2 separate regions of the Danio rerio genome follow, and region 2 is linked to region 1. The links are chromatin contacts, called in public Micro-C maps. All regions are on one chromosome and are shown on one strand. Each heading gives the region's core, a stretch centred on a gene start, on an enhancer-like site or on the middle of the called end of the contact. The rest is flanking DNA. Distances are from core to core; before and after follow the strand shown.

Evidence for each region. A called contact is a pair of places that touch in the nucleus more often than the background predicts.
Region 2: a Micro-C map of caudal fin shows a contact between it and region 1, with 6 times the contacts expected there. The contact joins the promoter of znf143a here to the promoter of adma in region 1. A contact is called at or near these places in 3 of 18 Hi-C or Micro-C datasets (caudal fin, hematopoietic stem cells and an unstated tissue) and 1 of 4 datasets of contacts at active chromatin or transcription factors (embryo).

Annotation. Positions count from the first base shown.
Region 1 is chr7:72,312,185-72,314,974 of GRCz12tu, forward strand. It overlaps adma (adrenomedullin a), which reads right to left and starts at 1,388. Exons shown (of 4, transcript NM_001326709.1): 1 at 1,270-1,388; 2 at 769-872; 3 at 561-674; 4 at 1-449. The coding sequence starts at 860. The coding sequence ends at 140.
Region 2 is chr7:72,690,012-72,692,801 of GRCz12tu, forward strand. znf143a (zinc finger protein 143a) reads right to left here and starts at 1,428. Exons shown (of 16, transcript NM_001007441.1): 1 at 1,307-1,428. It overlaps pkd1l2b (polycystic kidney disease 1 like 2b), which reads left to right and starts at 2,302. Exons shown (of 34, transcript XM_021478036.2): 1 at 2,302-2,790.

The DNA of each region.
Region 1 (2,790 bases), core at 138-2,637:
GAGGGCAGCCTTCAGGAGACTGGATTGCTCTTCCAGTCGCTGTGCTTGGACAAGAATGCGCTGGAGAACTCTTGGCAGGAGTCTCTGTCGCCAGGCGAGCCTCTGTCGCCGCGTCCCCAAGTGCTCCCACCCCGTACGCTCACGTCCGTCTGAGCAGCGCTTCCAGCTTGTGCAGCCACGATTGAGAGTTTGAGCTGCTCCACACCATCCTCATCCCACTGCCATCCTTCCGCAGTCTCAAAACTTTCTCTGGAACGGACCTTCGCCGGCGGCCATACCCGTAGGGATTGATCTTGTCAACGGGTGCATTCCCAATCTTGAGTTTGTTGTTGAGGTCATGGAGACGGTGTGCCAGCACATGCACCGTGCAGGTGCCAAGCGAGCAGCCTGATCTCCTGGACTGGTTGATGGAGTTCTTGGAGCGTTTTGCTCTAATGCTGATGTCAGTGCTGGAAAGGCAGACAAGAGAAGACGTTAATGCCTGGCTGGTATTTCTGAGCAATTCATTTAAGTTTAATGTTCTAACAGAAAACGGTGACTTGAGTTGCATTTTTTCTTACCTGGAATGTGGCCTCAAGTTGTCTTTAACGTCGTCTGGTCTGACAAACTGCCTGTTTTCTAAAGCCCTCAGTGCAGGAAGACTCAAATCCCTTTTTGATCTCTGAAGCCAGACGCTGAGTATCAAAGAGAGGAAAGCATGTCCGTTAGAAAACTTTTCAAGCAACAGTGAACATCGGTACTGAATCAAGTCGTGACTTGAGTGCTTACCTTCTTTTCAGGTCATGCTTCGCACTGTCCACGCCGGGTGCAACGGCGGCCAGGAGGCAGCAGCAGAAGATTGACTGCAGGATCAGTTGCATCTTGATTGAAATCTTAAAGGAAATAAATGAATCGTCTGTTAGACATCAACCTCCAATAGTCTGAATGCAACTCCCCTACTCTGTGCCAACCATGCTTTGCTCAGGCTTGCACAAGAGTCCAAAATCCAAGCTATTTACACTCTCATCATGCATTTATTTACTATGTCAAGCTGAGGTTGCACTTTCTATGAATAAGTAAACTTGCAGCTATGCTTCAGGTCCCCAATAAGCACTAAATGATGTATATTCTTCCAACTACATCAGGCAACAAATTCTCTTCAATAAGACTACAGTTACACTTGCCTGGCTTACATGTGCAAAACTGGGTCTCAGATTTCTTACGTAACTACAGATAACCTGTGCATTGATCCCAAGCAAGTAACAAAAAGGCATATTTAGAAATGCATACCTGTGTTGACGTACTCTTGGGTTGGCCTCAGAAGTCTGTGTGGAAAGTAATCCAAAGGCGCTTGACTTGCTGGGAATGCTGGTGCAGCAGTGATACTCTTCTAATAGTCTGACTCTCCAGAGCTGGGGTAAGTGCATTTATACTAGTAGAGATGGGAGGGGCCGAGGCTGACACACTCTCTCATCTCAGGACTTCCTCTCCGTTGCTCAAGCTGAAAATCTCAAAGTACCAAAGAGAATAAGAAAATGAAACTGGGCTTATTGATGAAATTGCTTAATCAAATTTTTTCTTAAGGAAGCAATAAACCGCTGCCAGTAATCACGGGGATTTCTTTGGGGTATGCCAACGTTACTAAAAATTAGTTTTTTTTTTTTTTTAAACAGCATTGTTGATTGTTGTATTTGAGTGTTGTCTGGGGGTATGGCAATGATCTGTATGCTCCTTAAAGATAAGAAACAACAAGTATTAACTTGTTTGATGTAAAATATTATTGTTAAATAAAAAATCATGGCCAATGCATATAAATATAATACAATATGAAAATAAAAATGAATTATTAAAGCAGTTTAACTGTTTCAACTAGTACTGAGTGAGCTTTTGGTAACACTTTTCGACAAAGACCCACTGGTTGACATCAGTTAACGCTTTAATTAATATTAACTACCAATTTGCCACTGTGTTTATTCATATTTGTTCAGTTTAGTTAATAAAGAAGCAGTTTTGTTGATTGTTAGTTCATGTTACCCCATTCATTAAATGGCTTAAGGGATTTAATTCTGGGGGAAAAAATAAACCAATGCCAGTACTTGTGAATACTTTAGAAAATGACAACATTAGAGTGAATTTAGCCTTTTTTTCTGATGACTTTTAGACCTGTGTTGTTGGCTGGGGGTACAGAAATGATGTGTGCTCTTACAAAAATAAGAAAAAAAAAAAACAATGTTTAACTTGTTTGAGGTTAAATTAATATTATATTAATGCAAAATACGAATATTAATATCTTTATGCAGCTACACGTAACACAATAACATAACAACAACATAATTTATCAAAGCAGTTTAACTGATTTAACACAAAGTATCGTGAGCTTTTGAGAACACTTTACAACAAAGACCTATTAGTTAACATCAGTTCATGCTGTAATATTACCTAGCAGTGAGCTACAGCATACATATTTATATGTGTCTTTGTTTATTTTAGTTACCAAACATTGACTTGTTCATTGCAATTACATTTATATTAAATTATATTTGCTATTACATTTATTAAAGTCAAAAATTGATGCTATTAAAGTTAACAAAGACACAACAAATGCTTCATGATAATTAATCAGTTATCTAATGCTACCTATTTTATTTTTGTCAAATAAAGTGAAATATATAGATCATGACAATACTGAATATAATTAAGCCTATACATTCATTAAGCTGATACTGATAGTATTTTCTATGCAAAAGGGTAAAACTGTCCATTCCTGGATATGTAAACACAGATAAAGAGAGAGATTTACACTTTAGCGAG
Region 2 (2,790 bases), core at 178-2,677, 380 kb after region 1:
AGAAAACATTTAAGTTTCTATATAAACTATATAGATGCTATTTGCTGGAAAATTTCATGTACATAAATGTAAATATACTAAATGTAAACCCATTTAAACTGAAAAATAAGAACTAAAACTATATTTCAATACAATTTCAACGTTTAGTATTAAAAAAGCAGTTAAAACCTCTCAAATTTGTGCTTTTTAAGCTTCTGCATTCATTTTAGATTTTGTATTGCTTTATTTTTCTTTCTTCCTCTCCTTTCCTTTCTATAACCTTGTTATACTATTTTAAGAGTAATTCATATATCATTCTTGTAAAATGTATCTCTGTACCACTTGAATGTAAGCAAATGATGAGGAAATTGACATTATTTGGACGAGCTATCTCTTTAAAACGCAGACGTGTAATGTTAGTTTCACTTCCTTCTTAAAATATTGTCTTGTATCTTATTTTTTTCAACGTCTAGTATTAAAAAAACTGTTAAAACATCTCAAATTTGTGCTTTGTTTAATATTTTGCATTCATTTTGATTTCCTTTTAACGCTGAAGAAAACATTTAAGTTTCTATTTAAACTATATATATGTTATTTGCTGGAAAGTTTCATGTACATAAATGTAAATATATAAAATGTAAACCCATTTAAACTGAAAAATAAAAACCAAAACTATATTTCAATACAATTTCAACGTTTAGTATTAAAAAGGCATTTAAAACCTCTCAAATGTATGCTTTTTTTAATATTCTGCCTTCATTTGAGACTTAATATTGTTTTATTTTTATTTTTTCCTCTCCTTTCCTTTCTATAACCTTGTTATACTATTTTAAGAGTAATTCATATATCCTTCTTGTAAAAACTAATCTCTGTACCACTTTAATGTAAGCAAATGATGAGGAAATTGACATTTTTTGGACGAGCTATCTCTTTAAAACCCAGGCGTGTAACGTTAGTTTCACTTCCTTCTCAAAATATTGTCGTGTATCTTATTTTTTTACGCAGTTTAACAGTTTTTACACTCGTTTAAAATAATGTTTCAGCGTTTATCATGTGTAATATTATGATCTCCGCTAACGTTAGACAGAAATAAATGCTGTAAACAAACCTGCAGCGATATCTAGTTTCACATAACGTTAGATGTAAACAAGATGACAAGACGATGTGTTGCAATTACAGACGCCTTTAGTGTAATGTACACGCATGAATAAATTCGTTATTATTACTGCTAAAGCACAATGTTTTCCGGCGGCTTCCATGTAACGTACTGCAGATCGCTTAATCTATTGGTATATTCGCATATGAATTTAGCGACTGAGACACTTACCTGTCCGATTAGTCCAAATATACCAGAAATAATGCGCAGGATCAAATACGTCTAATGTTTCCATAAATTAAGCTCCATTACATTATGAAATACAACGGTGTGAGTATGTGTGTGTGTTTTGAGTTGATGGTGCGTTTCTTCTGTGGTTTTAATGTCGGTGATAAAGGTCTGTTCTGCCCCCTGCTGTTCAGGAGGAAAAGACAAAAAAGAGGTTTGTTCTTTATATATATATATATATATATATATATATATATATATATATATATATATATATATATATATATATATATATATATATATATATATATATATATATATATATATATATAATATATATATATATTATATATATGAAAATCTTTTTTACCCAGAAGGCCAGAGCTGTGAATTGGCTTCTGTTTGGCAAGCCCGCCAATACAGGTATATGGCTGCTAATACAATGGATCGGTTTCTGAGACCCCCCGATTCAAAGCCTTAAAGTTCAGGGCTTAAACCCAAAAGACGACGATATGATGATCAGTATTTGAGTTTAGGATTTACCTGGACAGGACCAGCTGATGAACCACGACCTTTATGTTTGGTTTGTCAAGAAATTTTGGCTAATGACAGCATGAGACCCGCTAAACTTCGACTGTTTTGACTGGGATGGACAGTTCTTGGATCTGTTCTATTCATATTGAACAATCATCCTAGTTTTAAAAACGTTATATTAAAATACTTGTTATTACTCTGTAAATAATTGCACTTTCATGCAAATGAGGATAAAAGTGAGTTAACAGTCTGACATCTGTCTGTGTCTTATATATATATGTGTGTGTGTGTGTGTGTGTGTGTGTGTGTGTGTGTGTGTGTGTGTGCGTGCGTGTTTGGGAGGAGGGGGGCGCCAATGGATAAGTTGTGTCAAAAGGGAGGCCCACTGTCTTAGACTTTGAAAAACCCTGGGGTAGGCTAAATTGTTCATAGTGTATATTGAGTGTTTGTGGATGTTTGCCAGAGATGATGGGTTGCAGCTGGAAGAGCATCCGCTCTGTAAAAATGTGCTGGATGAGTTGGCGGTTCATTCCACTGTGGCGATCTAGGATTAATAAAGGGACTAAGCCAAAAAGAAAATGTATGAATATTTTTCGTGGTCGTGTATTTATTTGCAAACCCTAAGGAAAATCCAACAAGTAAGTACCTCGCATTGGAACATGGATATATTTGATGTCATTCAGATATTGAACAATTAAGCTAAAAAATCAAAATTGATACTGGAACAAATATTCTTAATGATGTACATTGTAAAATATACTTGCAATGCACTGATATGAAGGATTAACTATTCTTTTCAATAGCAGCTGTTGATTAGCCTAGGCCTTAAAAAACAAATTACTTTCTATGATGATGAATGAATCACTATATATTTGTGAAATACTGACCTGGAACTACCCTAACATCTGACAATCTGCCTTGTGCGTCACTCTGTGGGTTACAGTTGGCTTATC